Linked DNA regions of Gossypium hirsutum: regions 1, 2 and 3 are each linked to region 4. The links are chromatin contacts, called in public Hi-C maps. All regions are on one chromosome and are shown on one strand. Each heading gives the region's core, a stretch centred on a gene start, on an enhancer-like site or on the middle of the called end of the contact. The rest is flanking DNA. Distances are from core to core; before and after follow the strand shown. Region 1 holds the start of LOC107896599. Region 2 holds the start of LOC107895961 (peroxidase 29). Region 3 holds the start of LOC107896598 (probable protein phosphatase 2C 42). Region 4 holds the start of LOC107896596.

Region 1 (2,700 bases), core at 31-2,530, 210 kb before region 4:
AAAACTTACAGGAAATGTGTTATAAACAACATGATGTTCGATATCAAGGGGCTCCTTGGTCTCGAGACAGGAAGGCCTATGAGAGGGAAAGCTAACTCTCAGAAACTCCTCCAATTTCTGTGCATCGACATTGTACCGATAGCCACCATCTCCATTGAGACCAATTAGCACCATATTCACCTCGAGCGGAACCTGAAATGGAACCTGCACAACAGAACTTGTTCTAATCATAACCATAGATGAGTAAAACTAAGCTAACAGCCACAACCTCTTCATGTTTCTAGGGATTTCAGGAACGCAATTTAAATTTTGAATCACATTTTGGGAGAGATCAACTACGTAGCTCATTCACTCAAGTCGAAACCTATAATATTGGTAAGTTCCTTTAAAGTAATCACTAAAACAACAAAAAATCAATGAAAATTGGCGAGAAAAATGTCCATATAAGTTTCTTTAGAGATTTAACAAGATTTTTAGAAAGGGAACCTTTTCTAATCATAACCAGAGATGAGAAGAACTAAGCTAGCAGCCACTAACTCTTCAAGGTTCGAGAGATTTTCAGAACGCAATTCGAATTTTGAATTACATTTTAGGATAGATCAACTGTGTAGCTCAAATTCAGTCAATTCGAGTCCTATAATTTTCGTAAATTCGACGCTCTAAATTAATAATTAAAATGAAAAAACCTCGATGAAAACCCGATATTATTAATAATATGAATTTTTTCAAAAAAGAAAAAGAAAACTCGATGAAAATTGGCGAGGAAAAAGTCGTCATAATTTCTTCACAGATTTAACAAGATTTTCAGAGCGAGAATCGATTACCTCAGCACGCGCGTGGAGCGTGCGGCGAACATCGGATCGGACGCTGTCGCGAACTTCGAGGAATGCGCTATGGTGCCAGTGAGGGTGATCAGGGTCTCTTTTGAACGCTTGTTGAGTAGAATCGGATAAAGTTGCGAGTCCACTGAGTGTAACGAGAAATATCGAACATGATAACATAGACGATAACCTCGATCTCGATTCCATTTCAGTGATAAAAACAGAGGAGAAATGCGTGAAAATGGTTACTCAATTAATTTTGTATGAGCTTTTTAGCCACTACCGGCGATGACTTGCGCCTAGACTGAACTGGGAATTAATAATTTACGAAGTTTCCAAAATGATGCCTGCTTTTGTGGTTAAATTACGAGATGTAGAATGAAAACATTTTATAATGAGCCTTTTGATTTTGGGCAATCAATTTTCAACTTGAAGCAGCCCACCCCATCTTCTTTCATCAAATTACGACCGGTTAAACTTGGTGTATATTTTTCCCTTTGTTGTTTATGTTTAATTAGTACTTAATTTTAAAAATAGTTAAATAATTTGACATTTTTATTTAAAAACGTGTTTTTCCAGTGAAAAGAAAATTAAAATGATGAAAAATTGAAGGATGAAAAAATAAAAAGATAAAAGAAAATATTATTTTTCTTTTTATATATGTGTCGAGTAGAAAAGATGGAAAAGATTTTTTTCCTCCATTACCTGGTAAAATTGAAAGATTTAATGAAATAAAATAAAATATTTGAAATATATATAATTTAAACTAAGAGACACTTCTCCCACTTTCTCTCCAATCACCATTTCAATTTGGAAGAATTTATTTTTATGTATTAGAATGAAAAATTATTGTTTCTCTCATTTTCTTTCCCACCCAGCATATTTAAAATTTATTTTCTTTCCATTTTTCCACTCCCTTCTGACATTGCTCCACTTTTTTTCCTAACCAATCACACCCTTAAGCTTTGTTTGGTACAAAGGAAAGAAATTTAGAAAATTGGAGAGGAAAACTAGAAGGATGGAAAATATAAATTTTCTTTCAGTGGATATGCTTGGTAAAAAAGATGAAAAAAAATAATTTTTTTCTCTTAATTGCTTAGTAGAGTTGAAAAATGAAAGGAAAGCAAATAAAACAATCAAAAAATGTAAAATTTGAACAAACATACACTTCTCTCCCATTTTCTCTTTTCTGATCATTTTAATTTAGAAAGATTAATTTTTATACATTAGAATGGAAAATGATATCTCTCTTATTTTATTTTCTCTCACTTTTCTTCCCAACTAAGTACACTCTAAATTTATTTTCTTTCTATTTTTCCATTTTCTCCTTCTATTCCTCTATTTTTTTCATCCAACCAAATACACCTTAAAGTCATATGCAATAGTATAAACTTAAAAGGAATAGGTGCTTTTTTTTTTTTGAAAAAACACTTTTGGAATCAAAATAATATTCTTAGCCCTCATTTATCATTATACTTATTTTTTGTAATATTTATATTAGGTATACAATTATTTCACTTCTTGAAATTTATTTCAGCATTATTTATTGGAACTAATTTGTATTCTTATGTGATGCACAATTATATATATTAACTTTTTAATTCTTTTTTAACATTAATTTATGTTAATTTCTTCAAAAAATATTATTAAATTAAAAAATTAATGTAAATAAAAATATTTAACTAATTTAGAATAAGTTATATTAGTGTTATTTGATCTTAAAATTATTTACTATTAAAACAATACAAAAATTCATCATGGTATAAATATTAATATTAATACATTATAGTTTAAAACTATTATTAATAATATTAATATATTATAATTTAAAAATATTATTAATAATTTCTTACAGGTTATTTATTTTATATATATTGTT
Region 2 (2,766 bases), core at 174-2,673, 130 kb before region 4:
TCCGACAGCTTGTTAAATTTTTTCGTCATCAGAATTCTTAAGTATAAAATAAAAAGACGAATATGTTTATAAAAGATCTTAAAAGGTAATAACATTTAATTTTTTGAGGGGGATTTTTTTAATTTTAAAAATGTCATGTGTCACTAGGTGATTGATTAAGAGATTTTTTTAATGGTTAAGATAATTTGGATAATTAAGTATAATTTGGATATCACTTGAGATAACGGAATATAGTTTAGTACTATATGTGACAACACGGTTTTATGCTTTGGGTAAAATGGTATAATTTAAATACTATTTTTTGATTTAACCCTATTATTTAAGTTGTTTCATTAACTTAACCATCAATTTGAATATTAAATATCAACTATGTGGATTATATTTTGAACACAAATGCATCATTAACTCATTAATATAGTTTGGATTTAACATAATGTATACATATATATAATGAACTTAAAAATTACAGATTTAAACGTTATATTTTTACCTGTTAGATCCAAGCTTAAAATACAAGTAACCAAGATATATCCTTTAAATTAAATGCTTATGTTGAAGACATACCCAAAACGGCGACAGATTCTTCAAGGTTCATTCCTTTGTTGGTGAAAATATTAAGCATTTCAGAGACTCCAGCTGTTGCAGGAGGGAGCAATGCGTCTGGCAGTCGATGGCTAGGGGCGTGAGACGAATCCCGCCGTCCCAATGGGACTTTTATCCGTGGCCCTCCTGTCACCGCCACGGCCTCTCGAGCCGCCAATATCAGAATATCGGCACATGAGACTTGTTGGGGGCATTGAGCTTCCACCATTGATTTAACCATGCTTACTATCTCTCTCTTTCTTATCCCCAAATTCTTACTAGAAGCCATCTCTGTTGCCTCATTTCCATTTCCTGGATCAACTAGAATGGAAGCATCGCATCCCTGAGGTAAACAAAATTAAATGTCAAATGTTTCACATCCTTAGTGCACCAGCAAATTATAAAAAAAAATAAAGAATGTGACATAAAGACTGTTTTTGATGCATGCAAGAAACTCAAGTTTTATTATGCCTCTCTAAATTATAATCGTAAAACCAAAACTGTAAACCATCAACAAAGAATGGTTGTAAATCAGTGTACTACAAACGTCGGTACCTGAACTTGACAATCATGAAACATAAGCCTTAACAACGCAGATGCAGAAGTGGGATCGGTGAGAAATATAGGCTGAAGGCCATTTCTGACAATGTCCTCAACTTGTGGGCACGATTTCTCATAGAAATTATATGAAAGGCCGAAACCTTTAACATTAAAACTAAAACATTGAAACATGAAGAATACCACAACTATAGTTCTTCTCATAATAAAAGAACTTATAATTGCAGGCAGATACAGCTAATAAAGACCAAGAAAGATTATAGCTGCTGTGAAAAACAAAAATGAAGTAGTGTTGCATGGGAGAACATTATTTATACTACTTTTCCATTAATGATTATTAAAAGATGTAAACTTTAAAGGCTGTCAAAAACTATACCATCCGAACGTGACAACAATAAGGTGAGAATTGAATTACCCCACCGCAATGAATTAAGCTCATCTATATTTCATCAAACAGGCTCTATATTTAGAAATTTATAGCGTGAGTATATTAAAAGAAACTGTGGGATTCTGCTGAGCTAGCATTTGCTTTCTGAATCCTCACCCGTTCCATTCATCATTTAATTGTGATTTTCTCCATTTGGATTGAAGAATTATCTTTACCTGCCATCAGAACTGGAAATTGCTGATGAGAAAAGGGCAACCAAATGGTTGGTATTGAGTCTAAATGCTTATGAACAACCCCCTGTCCACATATTTTTCCTTCAAAAAGTTTTAAAGTTTCCTATCACCCAAGCAAGCCCTGCAGATTTAAGACCTACAGGTTTCCAAGTAAAGAACGGCTCAGAATATGCAATTATATTGGTCAATGTATTGAGTTGTAACCCAATTTAAAAGATATTACCACACTTTTCCTTTTTACAAAAATAAATAAGATTTTACAGATACAGAATTATAATAAGTGTACATACACTTATGGAAAACATTATTAATATATTACCAAATTTTACTACTTTCTTCATCAAGTACGTTTCTCAAAATTTAAACTTGCCCTGTTTCATTCTTATAAAATCAAGACAGCTAAAATTTATCCCACAAATTGCAACTCGTGCTTCTCGTGCTTGATTACATTTTTAAACGTTTTGAGTTGTCACCCACGTGAGACACCAAAATTAAGCTAACCATCATGAATTATTAAACCGGCAAGTATATCGGTAGGGTTTTTTTTCTTTATTTTATAAATAGTAGACAAAAAAAAACTGTAATTTGTGTTTTTATTAATATTTTATTATATTTTTATAAAATATTTATCAATCCCTTAATTTTATTTGTAAAATCTAAAAACTCTACTAACACTTTATCAAATATTTTTGCTTATCAAATATGTTAAAATTGTAAATCAAAATATAATATAAGCATTAAATTCGTTGTATTTTGGCAATAATATTTTAAATTAGTGACAAAAATATTATATTATAAATATAAAAATTTGAATTTAATCCCAATATATGGGTGTTATGTTATTTTGGTGTTAAATCTTAGTAATACGAAGGCATACGAATTTCATTTTTGGGATTTGGAGACAGAACAGAAGTTTATGGTAGGAGCATTGTTTTCATTTTGCTCTCTAATATTTATATATGGCAGTATGACAAATCATTGGCAAACACACCATCATTAACAGCC
Region 3 (2,700 bases), core at 192-2,691, 190 kb before region 4:
ACAACCCCCTGCGATTCGGCTGCTATTGCTGCATAAACACAAAGTCTAAGAACGCCAACATAAGAACAGCTCCTTCTCTAGAAGTTAACCAAAAACTAATGCAATAGAGGGAATTCTTGGGTATTAAAGGCAACTTGCAAAACATAATGCACCATTTAAATACATCCAAACAATACCACATCCGGCTGCTTTTGAACCCGAATTCACTCTAATTTTAGCCACAAAATGAATAAGAAAAGAACTTGATAGTTAACTAAAAACCAGCCAAAGTAGAAAAATAGTTTCCAAATACGAGCATTTTGTTGCCTGCTTTCAACTGTAAACCGTACTCAAATACTCGATAAAAGTACCCAATCAAAAGCTGAACTTTTCTGAAGCCTAGAAAAAAGCAACAACTGACTGAAAATTATATTCATTTAGTAATCCAAATATGAACACATCTAAAAGAAAACCCTGAATGGTAACAAATCGAAGTTTACATTTTAGGGTCAACAGAGATGAAAGCAAGCATAAGAAATTATTGACAACACCCAAAGTGACGAACCTCGAAAGTGCTTGAACAAGTGATCGCAAACGTAACGAGCCGTCTCGGGTCCGCCGTGTCCATCGTAGATCCCAACAAAAGTGCCGTATTGGCCGGACTCGATCTGGCTCTGATCCTCAAGGACCTGGTTGGCTTGGATCACGGCCATGGAAAAATCCCCGGAACCATATTTCCCTATATCTCGATACCAAAGCAACCCATCTTTACCTTCTTTTGAGCCGCCACTACTTCCTCCGCCGCCAAGAACGCCGTTCGCCCCGTGATTTCCCTTCTCATGCCCGAATGGCTTCCAGCAGAGGGAGAGAAGATTCATGAATCCCTGGAGCATCAGACATCTCTCATCATCAAAACAAACAAACAAAAACCCAAAATCCCAAACCACCGTACAATTCCAAATTTCACAATAGGATGATGTGATCTGAGGTTTAAACCCAAAAAAGAAAAAAGAAAACCTCCCACCAAGTGGTAAAACAAGGAATCAAAAGAATGATATATGATGATTGAAGAAAAGGGTATGCGTAGGATAAGATGTTGAAGGTGGATGATAAAGAGGAAAGGGGGCGGTGGTGGGTGTTCGGTGGTAGAGGAACAGAGGAGGGTCGGTTGTTTTGGGGTGGTTCCTCTTTGAAGCAGATGCGTGTTATTTTCAATGTTTTTTTTTGTTTGTTTTGTATTGGATACAACATTCAAAAAAGAAAAAGAAAAAAAAAGCAGCAAAAAATCACTTCAATTCTTCTTTTTTCTTGTGTGTTGTTGGACTTGTATCGTGCCAATGCCTCGATGCCGCACTTTTATCCGGAGACAGCTTGTTTTCTTACATGTTTCTTTTCGATTTTGTTTTTGTTTTGTTGCTTTGTTTCCTCATCTCCTCTTCTTTCTTTTTTCTTGTGAAGTAATTTCTCAGTTGATGATTGAAACCTTAAATTCTTTATAAATAATTGCTAATTAAGTGGTTTTCAAGTCTTATTTTACTCGGAAGTAAAATGGTGTAATTCACTTCTTATCATCTAATTATCGTTAGAAAAATTCACTACTACAAGATCTTTGAATAGGAAGAAACATGTATTTTAATATACTCAAATTTATATACTAATGATAATGTTAATCAAATTAAAATTCAATTGATGTTATTATAGTAAAGACGTTAGATTAAACTAAGTGATGTATTAGATATCGTAGAATGCAGTGAACTTTTGGCTTTTCAAAACATAATTGAAGTAATCATTATTTATAGAAACGGATAGTTATGAAGCAGGAAATGTTAAAAATTCATTGAATAAGCCACCGATTGACTTAAAATTCAAGATAAGAGACAGACAGCTCTATAACTAAAAAAAAAAAAAACAGTTCCAAATGAGTGCTGGTTTTTCATTTATTTTTAAACTTGCGTTGACATTTAAACAAATAGGAGTGGGGGTGGTCCCTTCGAGAATTCCAATTTTGAACAGATGGGGAAAGCAAGCAAAGCATTAAATAAAGCTACCCCTAATTCCCAATAATAATAATGAAAAAGCCCCTAAATATTTTGGCTTGTTCAGGATTTGGACCAGCATTTGTGCGGTCACATTTTCTGAAAATGGGAGTGAAGGATAGAGACATCAACATCTTTGCTAGCTGTTGGCTTTGGGTTTGCCAATGAAATAAAGACAACCCACCATTGAAAGAGCGCTTCATCCCATCCAATGCTCCTATCATTGCTCTCATTTACTCTACTATTTGACGCACTTTTTTTTTTCTTCTGCCATCTGATGACACCATGAAAATGAACCCCAACACTCCTTTTTAGGCTATTTTGTTTGTCACCCCCTGGAAATATGGCTCATGTTTTATATTATTCACCTCTCAATCTGGTTTTACGATAGCAATAGGACGCACCTTTTTCTGTTTATATCCATTTATTAAATTTGTTTTTATCCCAGACTCTATTTATTATTCGTACTGACACGTTTCGTATTCCATTAATTATTTATTTGTCTATTTATATAATAAAAATTTGAATGTTAAAATATAAATTAAAATGTGCCTTTAATCTCTATATTTTTTGAAAATTAAGAATTTAGTCCATGTACTTGTATTGTTACGAATTTAGTCTTTTTATTTTTTAGATTTTAAAATTTAGATTAAATTGTTTAACACTGTTACCTTTTTTTATTGTT
Region 4 (2,700 bases), core at 107-2,606:
GTTGCTTTCCAGCCAACACTGCAGCTCTCCTTTCTTGCAAAGGCTGAGTATCACTGGATACACAAATGATTCCAACCAATGAACTATCATCGTCATCATCCTCATCATAAAAAGGAGTATAAGTTGCAACAGCCAAAAACCTCTCCCCCATTTTATTCTTGAAAGGAAATTGCCCAGTCCAGCTATCCCCCGTCATAACACAATGAACAATATTAAGTGCAACAGCGAAGTCCCTATGATCAACAAGAAGTTGAATGGCATCTTGCTCTAAAGCCTCTGCTGCTGAATAACCATAAAGTTTTTCGGCAGTTTTATTCCTGCAAAAAAGAAAAGCATAATTTTTTTTTTTAAAAAATGAAAAACTATGCTCAAATGATGACGCTTACTTAATACTTTTTTCTGTTTAAGTTACAATTTACTTCTAATTACAACCATAATTAATCGTTAAAAGCAAAAAATAACTAAATCAACTCAAACTAACTCATCAGAATAAATATAAGATCAAACCCAGTGAAATTTGAACTTTGGACCTCAAAGTTCCCTAACCTCCTTGCCTTTAAGCGAAAGGCCCCATTCTCTATGACGCTACTAAGTAGTTAATAAACAATGTTAAACCACATCACTAATTACTAATTTAGATCATAAAAACTTGGTGTTTGCAACTGAATAATCTTAAAAACGAAACCCTTTTCGCTTACCAATAAATTATACGGCCACTAAGATCAAATATATGAACAGATTGCCCCATAGACTGAAATATATTCAAATACTGGCTGTTAGTGAAATTGACGGCAGCTGGCCCGACGTTCCCGGTTCTTTCGATAGCTCCTCCTCTTCCTCCTACTCCTAAATCTCCTCCGGTGCCGCTGTCGCCATTGACAGTGTCATTGTTTCTGCTCTCTCTTCGCAACGGCGAGGAGTGCCGAAACGAAGCTGAATCTTTCTTCCAAGCAGCAAGCTTCGCCGCGTTCCCCGGGAAGCGCGGACGTCGAGGGGAAGTAGAGTGAGATCTTTGATGAGTTGAATTGGCCTTGGAATCGCCACCGGATTGTTTTAAAATAGAAATTTCTTGCTTGAGATCGGCATGTCCCGCTTCAAGTATTTGGATCTTCTTCAAAAGCTCCTCTGCTGAAGGGGTTTCCATATTCCCTTCAAACAATCGAGTTCAAAGCATGGATCTTCAAATCTTTCATAGCATATAAAGATTCTCAACCTCTCTCTGTGCGTGTTACAAACTTTCCTCTTCAACAGGTCAAACTCTAAGACTTAAAAAGACTGAATATTTTCTTTCCGGGCGGTTTCTCTGTTTCGGTTGGTAAGCGGCTAACTTTTTTATGTTAGATATTTTCATTAGTCAGATGTCTGTGTATAAGAAGATATTTTTAAAGCTATAGTTTTCTTTAATAAAAAGGGGTTAATTCACGTAACCATCCTTAAACTATGATCTAATTTTAAATTGGTCTCCAACTTAAAAACATCCTCACAATAGATTAAATTGAAAACATGTATCCACTTACCGTATGTATAGTTTGAATTTAATATTTTAAAAAATTGCCCTCTTAAATTTTATTTTATCAACACATTAAATCCAAACAGTTTATTTGATAGTTGCAGAAAAGTTTGTAATTTGGTTCCATATGTTAAATATGTTTCACATCAAGTCTAAACTACTATTTAATGCCTGAATAGAGGATTAAGTTGTTGGAAGGCTTTGAAAGATATGATACTACTATTTAAGACCCAAATAAATGATTAAGTTGGTAGAAGGATATGATTGATATAATATTAATACTTTAAAGATTTAATCAAACTATTTTGAACTTGAAGGATGAATTTAGAATTTTGAGGATAATATATGGATGTTTGTGGAATTAATCTAAAAAGGATGGGAAAGGGTTATTCCATGAATGTCAAAAAGGGTAAAGTCCAAAGCTTTGGGAAACCATTGGCATTGTCCTCATATAATAAATGAAAAACCCACATGATTTTGACAAAAATAATAATGAGAAATTGACATGGAATACGGAACACCTAACCTCATCTCATCCCCACACCCATCCATTCAGCCACGGTTTGTTCACATTAAAATATTTTAAAATTAAAATAATAAAGAGTGTTTATGTCATTCATTAATTTTATGATTTTTTACACTAAATAATTTAAATTACAATTTTAAAAAAAATTAAAATGGATTAATGATAAATTTGAAAGTTTAAGATTTGTTTGTGACTTTAATCTTTTGTGTTGTTATAAGCGTCACATAATTTATTATATAGGATAAACTATATAAACAGACATCTAATTATAAAAAATTTTCATTTTTAGCATTTAAAATAAAAAATTTACATTTTAAACCATCATATTACATAATTTAATCATTTTATTCACTCCCGTCAAAATCATAAATAGTAAGTTAATGTGATAATTAAAAAATTCAGTATAATAATAAATTTAACCCTCAATTTTTACATATTAAATCAATTTATTCATAATTTTTAAAATTAATCTTTAAAATTTACAAATAATCTCAATTTAATCTTAATTCTAAAAAATTTAAAGAAATATATAAATACATAAATATGTTAAAAAATATAATAATAAATTTAAAATTTTATATTAATATTAAATAAAATAAAATAAAATAACCTCCCCCACCGGACCTCTCCCACTCCCCCCACCGGACCTCCCCCACTACCATCC

Evidence for each region. Hi-C and Micro-C count contacts between places; a contact is called where the count stands out from the background.
Region 1: a contact with region 4 is called in a Hi-C map of leaf, with 1.8 times the contacts expected there. The contact joins the promoter of LOC107896599 here to the promoter of LOC107896596 in region 4. A contact is called at or near these places in 2 of 34 Hi-C or Micro-C datasets (leaf and petal).
Region 2: a Hi-C map of leaf shows a contact between it and region 4, with 1.7 times the contacts expected there. The contact joins the promoter of LOC107895961 here to the promoter of LOC107896596 in region 4. A contact is called at or near these places in 4 of 34 Hi-C or Micro-C datasets (leaf and petal).
Region 3: a contact with region 4 is called in a Hi-C map of leaf, with 2.0 times the contacts expected there. The contact joins the promoter of LOC107896598 here to the promoter of LOC107896596 in region 4. A contact is called at or near these places in 2 of 34 Hi-C or Micro-C datasets (hypocotyl and leaf).

Annotation. Positions count from the first base shown.
Region 1 is chrA10:101,453,716-101,456,415 of Gossypium_hirsutum_v2.1, reverse strand. It overlaps LOC107896599, which reads right to left and starts at 1,280. Exons shown (of 16, transcript XM_041079142.1): 1 at 825-1,280; 2 at 10-204. The coding sequence starts at 1,028.
Region 2 is chrA10:101,371,235-101,374,000 of Gossypium_hirsutum_v2.1, reverse strand. LOC107895961 (peroxidase 29) reads right to left here and starts at 1,423. Exons shown (of 3, transcript XM_016821145.2): 1 at 1,138-1,423; 2 at 565-925. The coding sequence starts at 1,344.
Region 3 is chrA10:101,433,603-101,436,302 of Gossypium_hirsutum_v2.1, reverse strand. LOC107896598 (probable protein phosphatase 2C 42) reads right to left here and starts at 1,441. Exons shown (of 4, transcript XM_016821798.2): 1 at 545-1,441; 2 at 1-28. The coding sequence starts at 872.
Region 4 is chrA10:101,241,780-101,244,479 of Gossypium_hirsutum_v2.1, reverse strand. LOC107896596 reads right to left here and starts at 1,356. Exons shown (of 13, transcript XM_016821793.2): 1 at 699-1,356; 2 at 1-317. The coding sequence starts at 1,144.